2 separate regions of the Hordeum vulgare genome follow, and region 1 is linked to region 2. The links are chromatin contacts, called in public Hi-C maps. All regions are on one chromosome and are shown on one strand. The core of a region is the stretch at or near the end of the contact, and the rest is flanking DNA. Distances in the headings are between cores, read along the strand shown. Region 1 holds the start of LOC123449276 (probable inactive receptor kinase At1g48480). Region 2 has its middle 14 kb from the start of LOC123446771.

Region 1 (6,298 bases), core at 1,819-4,318, 43 kb after region 2:
TGTTGCCGTGCGACGCCGTCGGGCCCGTGGAGTGGATGTGCGCCACCCCGCGCGCCGTCGCCAGCGCGATCGCCGACCTCGCCTCCCAGTCCAGCGGCGTCAGCCCCGACGACCGGTTCCCTGCAAGCACACGACGACGGCATGAACATCAAAGTTAATCACAGTTACCGTGCGCATGTGGTTGTTTCTTTCCTTCTTTTTGGCTTCCGTTGGTTTTACGTTTCATGTGCATGAGCATGGCATGCCAGCCATGTGTTGTTATCTACTCCACTCCCGTCCGGGCTCATGAATGATCCACTTAAATCATGTGTGAACGCACAACGCCAGCCATTATTGGCGCGAGGAGGGGGAGGAATCCCGAGGATTGGAGCAGTGGCGCCTAACTAAATGTCACATGGACGCATATCAACTTCATCAACCACCCTGCCCCGGCCCAGCCCTTGCCCGCTCACATCACATGCGCAACTTGCCAAGGCAAATTTTACCACCACCAGGAATCAGTCCGCAACTAATAACTCCGCGTACGTGCTCGCACAGTTGCATCGTAGTACGCACTACTACTACGACTAGTAGCTTCTCTCGAGGGGGAGGATTTCAAAACGAGCCTCCATGGACCACGAGCTTGGCAAGGCAAGTTGGGGTCGTGCCAAGGGCAGTCATGGCTGTCACGTTGTTTGCCGCCTTAAACTAAACTAGTGGGTTAGATCCCACGCAACTCGGCTGGCAACGCTGAACCCGACAACCCTACTACTGTAGTCGTACATACTAGCGTACAAATTGCAGCAGTTCGAGCGTCTGCACGTAGTACTACTAGTGCTACACCGTGGCATGCCGGAGCTGGAGCTGGGCCGGGCAAGGCCATAAAGAAACCGGGCCGGGGACGCGGCGGGGGTAGGTCAGGCCGTGATGTGAGCCAGCGAATTGATCGTGTCCGAGGGAGTGGTTAAAAGGGGAAACGGAATGGATCGGGCGAAAGCGACCCGGCACCGCTCTCCCCGCGCCCTTGGTTGGACTTTTTTCGCGCCGGCGAAGGAATATCGCCAGCCTGTTCGGGTCGATCCACCGACACGACGGCCGCCCGGATAACGAACCGGCCCGGCGCGAAGCCACTGTAAATAAAGGTAGTAAAAAAAAGGAGCGAGTTGTTTTTTTTTCTTTGTTTCTTACCGTGGAGGAGGGCGGAGAGGCTGCCCATGGACATGTAGTCGTAGACGAGCAGCTTCTCGTCCTTGCTGAAGTAGTAGGCGCGGAGGGGCACCACCAGCTCGTGCTGCACGGCGCCGATGGCTGCGATGCGCTCGCGGAACTCCGGCTCGGGGAGGTCCACGTCCTTGAGCCGCTTCACGGCCACCGCCGCGCCGCTCTCCATCACCGCCTTGTACGCCGTCCCGAACGCGCCCTTGCCCAGCACCTCCGCCGACGCGCGCAGCAGGTCCTCCAGGTCGAACGGCGGGGCCGCAGCCATCGGACCGAAGTAGATCAGCTTCTTCGACCCGGCCGTCGAGCCTCCGGACTTGGCGGCCGCTGCGACGGCTGCCGGCACCGCTCCGGCGGCGGCGGCGGCGGCGGCGCCGCCGTGGACGCCGTTGCCGTTCTGCCCCTTGGGCTCCGCCGCGTCCAGCGGGCCCATGCCCAGGTCACGGCCCTTCTCCACCGCCGCGGTGGACCTCTGCGCGCTGCCGGACTTCTTCCGGCAGAGGAAGAAGAGCAGGGCGAGCAGCAGCAGCAAGCCGAACACGCACGCGATGGCAATGCCGGCGATGGCGCCGCCGGAGAGCTTCTTCTTGCCGCGGCCGACGTCAGCGGCCGCGCCGCCGCCGCCTGGCTGGGCCCCCGGCGATCCTGCCGGCGTCTCCGCGGTCTCGCCGGGGCAGAGGCCGAGCGGGCCGCCGCAGAGCCCGGTGCCGAGGAAGGAGTCCTTGGGCATCTTCCGGAGCTTGTGGGGGATGGAGCCGTTGAGCTTGTTGTAGGAGACGTTGAACTGCTCCAATGTGGGCAGGTCCAGCTTGGGGATCTCGCCGGAGAAGTCGTTGGCGTCGAGGATGAGGGAGCCGAGGCGGTTGAGCTTGTTGAAGTCGGGCGAGATCTCGCCGGAGAACTTGTTGTGGCCGATGTTGACCCTCACGAGGTTCCTGAGCGTGTAGAGCGACGCCGGGACCTCGCCGGAGAAGGCGTTGTGCTGGAAGTAGATGGCCCGGAGCTCGGTCATGCGGGAGACGTCGTCGGGGATGGGGCCCGTGAGCGCGTTCCAGCGGAGGGAGAGCGTGCGGAGCGCGGTGAGGTTGCCGAGCACGCCCGAGGGGAGCGCGCCGATGAGCCCGGCGCCGGGGAGGCGGAGCTCGACGACGCGGCCGTTCTCGCAGGCCACGCCCTGCCACTGGCACGTCTGCGTGCTGCTGTTCCACGACGGCAGCGCGGACCGGCCCACCGCCTTGCGCAGCGCCTCCAGCGCCTGCGCGTCCGTGTTGAGGTCGTCGGAGAGGTACGCCGGGAGCACCGACGCGAGCGCCAGCACCGCAAGGGCCAGCCTCGCCGGCCTCGGCATTGCCGCCATCGCCGGCGGCGTGGAGTAGGAGGAAGGCGGGCGGCGAGAGTCTCTTTACTTAGCTCGAGGAGAGCGCTGCCATGGCCATGGAGGAGAAGAAAAACAGACACTCTCTGTGTGGTGGTAGTACTGGCAGTAGTAGAAATAGAGTGGGCAGGGGGGAATCTTGAATTATAATGGAAGGTTTGGTTAGCCCAGCCAAGGAGCTGGAACGGACGGAGGGCCTGATTGGCACAACAATGGGCTCGCTTGATTGCTTTAATCATGGGTTGATTAACCGGGTGGAGCTTACTGGAGCCTAGTTGGAGAATTCCCACTTTCCTCTTTTTCTAATCCAAAGCTCAGAGAGAGGGGGTTAAGGAAAAGGCAGATTAGCAGCAGGTGGAGTCTTTTGAGGCCCGATGAAAGGCTGGACCAGGGACCAGCCTGACAAAAGACACGAGAAAAATAATACTACTCCTACTGCTGGCCCTGTAGTATATATAGTATATAACATATTTCCGTGATGAATGGATTGTTTAAGAAATCGTGAGCTAGACAGATGAACCGTGCTCGCTTTCACCGGGAATTCCATCGGGAGAAAATTCCTAACCACCGCGCTGCAGAATCTTTTGGAGTTGAGTGAATTCCAAGCTTCCAATCCAACCACGAGCAAAAGGTTTGTGGGTACTGCTGTTTACTGCTGCTGGCCAGTGGGAGTACCCGAGCATCGCATGTTATCCAGTTCACGGGCATTTATCGGCCAGTTCCCCGGCCAAGCTACACGGGCACGGTCTCGTGTTTAGCGTACGCACATTACTTGAATTTTCGGTAACACGTACAGTACGTACGTACCCAGTGCCCAAAAACGCAGCGGTAACTGTCAAAGGGAAAATTAACTCTTGGCTTGGCAGGTTCAGGATCGCAGGCCAGGCTTTTGGTTTCGGTCAAGGACTCGCCGGCTGAGCTGCATCATCACGCTCCAGGCGAGACGAGACTGCTCGAGAGAAAAGAATGGTGGCCAGTGGCCAACTTGTTGATGTCCCGGGAGAACAAGAGCGACGAGCTCTGGCAAATGATGATGATGGCATGGCCCAAGGAAGTGTGGCACCTCTTTTTTTTGGGGGGGTGCAATGATCGACGGTGCGTACGGTAGGTCTTTCCGGGCAGCAGGTATCGTATCGGGTACAACGAACTCTCTTGTTGTTCCATCGGTTGGAAATTTGCGAGATATGGGCTCCGCCCCGCCCACCAACTAGATTCTTTTGTCTACCCAAGCAAATGCAAATCGGTCCAGCCCAATCGTATACCCAAGCTTGCTGATGATGCATTGACCGACTGGCTAGGTAGGTTTTACTAGCGACTTCCGATTTCGTTTCTTCCATCTCCACCTTTCCTGTTCCCTCCTTCCAGGTTGGTTCAAGCCTTGAAGCTGAAACAATTTCAACATGGTGCTGTACTGATAATGACGCCTACAGGAGGAAGAACCCTACCGATTGCAATACATTCCATGGAACAGCGACGGCAGGGGTAAAAGACATGGAGGTGGAGACGATAATAACACGGATGTAGAGGAAGCCAGCAACCAAAGGGCGCGACAGTGATAGTTTTCAATGCCGTTGACAAAAGCAACTGCTTTCGAAATTGCGGAAGCTATGTAAATGAGATCAAGGAATATCGAATTTCAAAAAGGACAGCTAACGCTAGAGGATGATGCAGATGGTCACCTACTTACCATGCTGAACTGGTCGTGAAAAATGCTGGAACTTGTGTGCAGCCATGAGATAGAGGCAGTTCTTAAGACGCGGACTCTCTTTTTTTTTGTAAGGAAGATTTGTCCTGCCAGATGTGGCGACTGGAACTGGGCTGAAAGACCCTTATAATCAGCTGACAAACTCAAGCACGTGCCTTTTAATTCCACCAAAATCAACATAATTGCAGCACAAATTCAAAGATGGTGCTCTTGTTTATTTTCATATCGCAGACACAATACCATCAACTATGGCAGAGTCATTCAGCATTGCACCACTCCGGACGAATTAAATTCACATTGACACAATGCCAGCAACTATGGCGAAATGAAGTCAACCGAGGGCAAAATATTGCCGACACATAATGAGGCTCAGGCACCTCTCTGTGAAGAAGTTGACTGATCCTATACATGACAGCAGCTATGCTATTTCCAAAGAGTGGACCACCAGAATAGTTTTCCCACTTTGTCACAATCACAAACTTAAATCGACGAAATGAATCAGCAGATATATTGAAGCTTTTGATACAGCTACTTCTCTGGGTTGATTTTCCTCAACAACAAAAAAACTTCTCTGGATTGAGAGATGTGCCTCGTACTGATTCTGAAGCATGCTTGCATGATTGTCCAATATGCCTCATCGTCAGTGGCAAAAATTATCATGAGCCTGTTCTCTTGACTTGGCACTTATTATCTGAAAATGCAGAGGATGTCGGTGGAGAAATCATGCCACACTTTTTGTGTGTATGATATATGGGTCTTATTTTTCATAAAAAGAATCTTGCCTAAGGTGTGGTTAAAACCAAACACTCACCTAACTTGAGGTGTGGCTGTGTGACAAAGCGTGGCTAGAAACCAAACAGCTAAGAAGTGATGTATTTGATGACCCCTTTTTAGTCATTCATTGGCAGTAAAACCCAAGTGTTGACATAAACTTCAGCAGATTATTGTTCTGGGTGCTTCTTTCTTGTCTGAACCCTTTCCTTTGTCTACCTAATACTAACAGTGATCTCAAGGAATCTAAAATATGGTTTCTCTACAGTACCTGATATTTGCATATCTGACTTGTTTCGTTATCTTCGGATGTCTACCGTCAAGTCAATTGGGAAATCAGAGAGACATGACAATGAAAACACAGGAATAACCTGACACCACTTTCCCGGATAAGAGCTACTGTTAGATACTAAAATTCCCAGCATGAAATGAAAACACTGGAAAGATATATGTTGGATCGGTGACTAAGATTTTTATATAAATATATCTACTACGTAATGCAACATAAGGATACACCATATGTTAGGAAACATTACAGTTTAGTGTTTACAGCAGACTTGAAGAATATTTCTCTGTTCACTCCATTGCCAGAAAGTATAAATACTTCATGAATAACTGAAGGAACCCTTCACTCCATCCAAGCTTTCTCCAAGGGATACCCTGAAGAACAGAAGTAAAAAACACAAGTTGGGACGACAGAGCAAGAGAAGCTAACCAAACTAAAATGCCATAGAGTCAATGGTCAGCTGATAAAAAACTGATCTAATGACAATATGGATACAAGTTAGATTCGTTACAGTACAAAAATGAGATTTATTTTTCAGACCTATACAACAGACTGAATAATAAAAGTAGCAGCATGTAAACTCTAACGTAAATTATCCAAAACACCTCAGTTCTGTTAGGAAGTACTCCCTCCGTTCCTAAATATAAGTCTTTCTAGAGTTTTCACTAATGGACTACATACGGATGTATATAGACATACTTTAGAGTATAGATTCATTCATTTTGCTTCGTATGTAGACACCTAGTGAAATATCTTAAAAGACTTATATTTAGGTACGGAGGGAGTACAACATAAAGTGATTTATGTCTTATTTTTCTGGATGTAAGAGCACCTACAACCACAGTTGCAAAATTTGTCCCACCTATACGTCCGCGGAGAGCATGGGCTCACCCCTTATATGTCCGCCCCCCTCATTTCCCACTCCCCCAACCCATACAATGTCGATCACGTACGAACAAGCATC
Region 2 (6,626 bases), core at 3,680-6,179:
ACCGTGCTTCGGTTTTTTATTGATATGCATAGCTATTATCATTGCAAGATCCTCCTCCTCTTCCATATCAAATTCTTCTTCGGATGAACTCATCTACAATGTTCAATACTATACTATAAAAACTACCATTCAAAACATGCACCAAATTCATAAGTTTGGAGCAATACATACCTTGTAGGCGTTTTGTCGAACACCTTGCAGGCGCGGCGTGGCAGCGAGCTCTCGGGCGCTATTCCTCGGACGTCGGAGGCGCGCGAAGGCCGCCAGGACTAGGAGGGGGTGGGGCGGAAGCACGACGGCGCGGGGAGGCCGGGGAAGCGCCTGAACGGTCGCCGGGGGGGGCGGGCGGCGCCCGCAGCGGAGACAGGCCGGGGAAGCGCCTGAGTGGTCGCCGGCGGGCGCAGGCGGCGACGACGGCGTGGGGATAGGCCGGGGAAGCGTTGAACGGTCGCGGGGGCGCGAGCGGCGGCGGCGGCGCGGCCGGATGAGGGAGGAGCGAGCGCGGGAGAGAGTAGGAGCGCGGGAGAGAGCAGGAGCGAGCGCGGGAGAGTCGCGCACGCGGGAGCCAGCGCAGCAAATAAGGGGCGCGGGATTGCGTTTCGGCCAGCGCGCTGAAATGGAAATGGCGCGCGCGCCGTTTTTGCGCGCCCGCTGGAGCTGCCCGCCGCGTTGCGCGCGCGCTAAAACTGTCTTTTTTGCGGCGCGACGCTTCTATAGCGCGCCTCTTGGAGATGCTCTAAGATTGTTGTCGCTCACAGCCGCCAGATGATGGTCTGGCCCATATGGCGAGCTCTCGACCCACCTGGTCGCTCGCTCGCTCGAGGGTTGATTGACTCTCGCGGCTGACCAGTCTTTTTTTCAACCGTTGACTTTATAATAAAACAAAAAAATAAAAAATAAAAAAAATTATATCAAAAACAATTATCAAATTTGCATAAAAAAAACATTGATTTTGAAAAAAGTTCATCAATTTTAATATAAACTCGTCAATGTTTTTAAAAAGTTTCAGCATTTTTAAAAATAATCCACAAATTTGAAAAAGTCCATTAATTTTAGAAACAAATCATGGGAATTGATAATTTTTGTCAATTTTGAAAACAAGTTCACTGATTTCGAAAAAATATTAATTGAATTTAAAAAAGTTCACAATTTTTTAAAATTGTTCACATATTTTGAGAAAAATTTCATCGATTTTAAAAACAAATTCAACGACTCTGATAAAAAGTTCAATATTCTTTAAAAAAGTTCACAAAATTTGAGAAAAGTTCACATAATTCACCGATTTTGAAAACAAGTTCATCGTTTTTTTTTCAAAAAACACTGAATTTGATTAAAAAAAGTTCATCAAAATTGAAAAAAGTTCATCCATTTTTTAAAAGTTCATCAATATTGACAAGAGTTGATCCATTTTGAAAAAACTTCATCAAAATTAATCAAAAATAATTAAAAATAGTACTCCCTCCGTTCCTTGATATAAGGTGTATAGTTTTTTGATAAAAAATCCAAAATATAAGGTAAAGTGCGTTGCATCACTCGTGTGGATATTTATTTTAGGGATTTGATTACATTTCCTTGTGAAAATTTCCCTCCACGCGTGTTCTTTAATTTCCGTGCCAAAAACTATACACTCTATATTTAGGAACGGAGGGAGCAATAAGTAATCTATATCTAATAATAAAGCGGCTATTGTTTTCGTCGGAAAACCCACCGCGTCATTTTTATTAAAAAAAACTGTATTTTTTGTTATTCAACCCGCGCTTCATCATTTATCTGCAACGCAAAAGGAAAAAATGATTCGCTGCAAAAATTATACCCGTACGCATCGCCTCCTCCCGTTGACCATGGGTCACCCTGTCCTGTGCCCAGGCCGCCGCCACACCGGTCGTCGCCGCGACCGACCTCAACCGCCACTGCTGGCGATCTCAACCCACCCGCCTCCGCGGCCGTACCTCTCCACGCTCACTGCCCCCGTTGCGGCGCTCGAGCGCATCGCGTCGACCCTGGTCCACCCTGGCCTGTGCCCAGGCCACTGCCACACCACTCGCCGACGCGGCCGACCTCAACCAGCACTGCTGTCGATCTCAACCCACCCGCCTCCGCGGTCGTACCTCTGCCCGCTTGCTGCCCCTGTTTCGGCGCTCGAGCACAGCTTCTGGATCAAATCAACGTGAGAGCTACAGTGACTGGGGATGATGTGTCTGCTTGATGCAGAACGGCGGCGACGCGCGGATAAGGCGCGGTGGAGCGAAGTACTTGCAGGTGGAGGCGGGCCTCCATGGCTCACACGGGGAATTCCGAGGTTATGACGCGGCAACGACGACTCCTTATGGCCAGATAGAGGCGCCTAACCCTTGCTCCCCTCATCGTATCCCCTCCTCTGGCAGGAACTCATCATCTGATGAGATCCCCTCCCCATGCCTCCAACCGTGTGCCAAGCACCGGCAAGAAATTTTGTTTTGTGGAGATTTGTTTGATGATGAATGAATGTATTGAATGTAAGATTGCATTGTTGTAGAGACAGAGAACGGAACACCACATTCAGTTTGTCATCTGATCCCACATTCTCTATCCCATGAGTGAAATAAGATAACAATCCATTGATCAATTCACGTAGCCTCTTTCTTTTGCTTTGCTTGTTCCGCTCAATTTCTCATCATGATGGAATTAACAATTGACGGGTTGATTTATCAACAAAATAGGATAGGACTGACTACATTAGTTAGTTAGCTTATTATTTTAATAAATCAAATTTATTATAAAAAGATTAAAACGTGTGGTATTTTTTTCCGTTGCAACGCACGGGCTCTTTTGCTAGTGAAATAGAAATAAGCTTAATTGGCATGTACAAATAGGTGGGCTTGGAGGTTATCGCGGCGTCCTGAACCGGCAAAACGCTTGTTCGAATCCCACCTAGGGCATAGTTTTTTCCTGTATTAAAGTACAGAGTATAACAGGCCGACCCATCATGGGGAACTGCACGCGCCAGTGTTCTATACACATTTTTCATACATGTAATTCACTTTTTTAAACATGTTTAAATATTTTCAAAAAATTTATTAACATTTTTTAAATATCACATTAACATTTTTGGAATACATGGTGAACATTTTTTGTGTACACATTTCATATTTTCCAAATGCTTGATTAACATTTTCAAACACTTGTTTAATATTTTTCTCAAATGCTTCACTAAAGTTTTTATATTCGTGCTAAAAAATTTCTATACACATTTAACATTTTCTAAATGCTAGATTAATATTTTTCAAATACTTGTTTAATTTTTACGAAAATATTAATTAAATTATCTATGTTTGTGATTAAATAAAAAATCTATTTTAATACATGGTCAACAGTTTTCATACATATTTAATATTTTCCAAATACCTGGTTATATTTTTATAACAATTTTATATACTTGATAAAAAATCATGATTTTTCTGATACATGGTTAACATTTTTCTATACACATTTAGTATTTTTAAAATGCTTCATCCACATTTCTTAATACTAGTTCAAAGAGTTTCAGATACTTGATTAGCATTTGTTACATACACAATCAAATTGTTTTATACATATTTTGTTATATTTTTCGTACCATAGAGAAACTTTTCTCTATACGCATTATCATTTTCCAAATGCTTGATCAACATTTTCAAAACATTTTTAAAGCTATTTTTCTTAAAATAATACATTTTTTAATAAATTTGAAAAATATTGTGCAGTTTCAACAAAATTCAAAACTAACATACCGTCGGCCTATCCAAAGCCGACTAGATCCAGTCGGCCTGGCCAAAGCCGATTAGACCCTGTAGGCCTTGGCTAGGCCAATAGGCCTCTCGGCCGTATCTAGTTGGTACTAATTGGATTAGTCGTGACCAATTAGCACTAATTGGTGTATTGGTGACCAATTAGTACTAGTTGTTGTTGGCAAAACCGATAGATGCATTTTTTTTGCGTAACTAGCATTTTATAGTGACAAAATAGCCCTCTAATTTCCCACGTGACAGATCCGGCTATTCGATCAGGCGACAAAAAAAAAATCCTACCAAAATTTGCCGCTTCTAACTTTCGATGAGCAGTTCGATACATACACTCATGTTATCTCGCACCGGGTTATGAGGCAATTTGATCTTCGGCACATGGTCGACCCACCCCCTATAGAGAACCTGCACACCAAATTGCCTCATAACCCGTTGTTGTGTCATCTCCTCAACGAAGACACCGAAGATGATCTTCGATTTCGTCATCCAGTAACTCCGATCTCTTGTGCATAGCTCAGAATTACCGCAAGGATATCTAGCATTTATGGTTGTTTGCATGTACGGCTGCCAGATAAACCCAGTATATGTATCGAACTGCTCACCCGAAGTCAGGAGCGGTAAATTATGACGGAAAAATAATTCTTGCCACCTTATCTAGTAGTTGGATCTATCATGCAGGAAACTAAAGGGCTATTTGACATCAGAAAATGTTAGTTACGTAAAACATAATTATATATGCATCTATCGACTTTGCCAACATTAATTAGTACTAATTAGTCACCAATAGGCCTATTATTTCTAATTGGTCACGACTAAACCGATTAGTACCAAATAGACAGGGCCGAGAGGCCTATCGGTCTAGCCAAGGCCGACAGGGACTAACCGGCTTCAGCCAGGCCGACGGTGTATTAGTTTTGAAAAAATTGAAACTGCAAAATATTTTTCAAATTTATTAAAAAATATGTATCATTTTAAAAAAATAGCCATTTTAAAGGTGTGCTTTTGTAATATATCTATTAGAATATTTTAACGTATAAAAAGTTTAAAAGTAAAACAAAAAAAGGTAAAAAAAACCGGAAAAGGAGGTTGTGGCCTCCTACGTTCCTGGGTCAGCCTATGTCACTATCCCCTTGAAGGAGGGTTCCCTAGATCTTGCTGAATGCGAGATATAAGGGCGCCCTCCCACGACGCTGATCGTTTCTCTCCTGACTCCCCAGTTTGGGCCGGCTCATGGGGCACGGTCCCTGAAGTCGTTTCTTCTCTTATTTCTTTTCATTCTTTTGTTTCTATTTTTTTCATTTTATTTTTAATGCAGTACAGACTGTCAAACATATACGCTCATACATATACTTTTTTTACGAATGCACACATCATACATCTTCGAGAGACTGAACCGACACATCATATTTAGATTGACGAAGTTGCCACACGTGTCTTCATGGTCGACGCGAACATCTTTTTTCACTAAATGCACATTGTCATAAGGTCTGAAACAAATTCAGGAAAATGTGGACATTAATGTCAAGTCTGGGACTTGAACTCTAGTGAACATGAGATAAAAGTGTCCTTCTAATCATCCAATCATATGCTGGTTCGCCTTTTCTTTTTACTTTTCTTTCCCTTTCCTGTGTAGTGCATAAAGTTCATTATGTATTGAAAAATACTAATGATATATTAAGAAAATGTTCATGGTATACTACAAAAAATTATGACATGCATTACAAAAAATGTTTATCATATATTATAAAAGTGTTCACAGATACCATGACTGTTCATTGTGTATTTAAAATTTGTTCAACGTATATTACACAAATATGCATTGCGTATTCTAAATTTGTTCTAAGTATATTTAAAAGGTCCAATGCGTACCTAAATTGTTTGTTATGTATATTTTTATGTTTATATTTTTTAAAATATGCGAAAAAGACGAGCAAAAAACGTTTGGTATAGTGAACCGGATGCTAAGTAATGTGGCGCTACAGTAACCAGATGTTGAATTTGACGTGTTATTTAAGTTTGCGATAATTTTGATTTAAATACGTGCGGCTGTAGTGCTGCTGCTGAATGTCGCTCCGCCCGCCTATTTTTACATCAATTGGATATTTTGATGATAAAACATACTTTTTGATGATGTATATTTTACTTACATCATAATTTGATGATGTAAAATACATCATCTATTTAAGATGCTCTTAAGTCAAGAACTTAAGGTGTCCGCTAGCCAAGTTATTTGAGATATGGTTAAACCAAATAGTGCTTAAGATATCGGCATATATTTGAATTAAAGTGTGTGCATTACTTTGGAGTGTGTGCATTACTTTGGACTATACGAAAATATCAGAATGACACTATATTTAACAGACATAACATCATATTTCTTTTACAAGTCATCTTCCAGGCGTCTAAACAGATCCGTGTGTGGTGCGGAAGTCAGGAAACATATGGACACCTCAAGTTCAACTTGCTGGTTGTGGCATTTTATTCTTGTTCGTTCAACTTTGCTTGCGAACTTGTATTGGACTACATATTTAGTTAGTACCTTGTCCAATAAAACGATCGTGTGCATCACTTGATGTAGAGGCCATGGTAATCCCTCTTTCCATCAAGAAAGAGTCGAGAACTTGAACCCTTTGTGTCTCTGTGGCCGGATCACCGCACTCGCAAGCACTCTACTGCTGCTCCTGCTATATGCCCCTATATGTGAACATGTGACTGAACTAAGCTCTCTTATTGTTGTACGATTAGCAAGTCTCAGCTAACCATCTCTTTCTCGGTCATGCTTTGCTTCCAACTTTCCCTTCTCCCGATAAAGAACACGCGCACTCCCTGCTTTGTGTGTTTCCTCCACCTGTTGCCTTGCCCCCA

Evidence for each region. Hi-C and Micro-C count contacts between places; a contact is called where the count stands out from the background.
Region 1: a contact with region 2 is called in a Hi-C map of leaf, with 3 times the contacts expected there. The contact joins the promoter of LOC123449276 here to the enhancer-like site in region 2. A contact is called at or near these places in 4 of 6 Hi-C or Micro-C datasets (leaf and seedling).

Annotation. Positions count from the first base shown.
Region 1 is chr4H:527,134,187-527,140,484 of MorexV3_pseudomolecules_assembly, forward strand. It overlaps LOC123449276 (probable inactive receptor kinase At1g48480), which reads right to left and starts at 3,069. Exons shown (of 2, transcript XM_045126428.1): 1 at 1,168-3,069; 2 at 1-120. The coding sequence starts at 2,554. It overlaps LOC123449278, which reads right to left. Exons shown (of 5, transcript XM_045126433.1): 5 at 5,430-5,708. The coding sequence ends at 5,654.
Region 2 is chr4H:527,089,457-527,096,082 of MorexV3_pseudomolecules_assembly, forward strand. No RefSeq gene overlaps it. Among protein-coding and RNA genes, the nearest start is that of LOC123446771, 14 kb to the left of the region's middle. Within about 2 kb of position 4,930, at least 3 of the 3 cell types and tissues checked have open chromatin away from gene starts, as enhancers often do. A contact at or near this core is called in leaf and seedling, where this site is marked.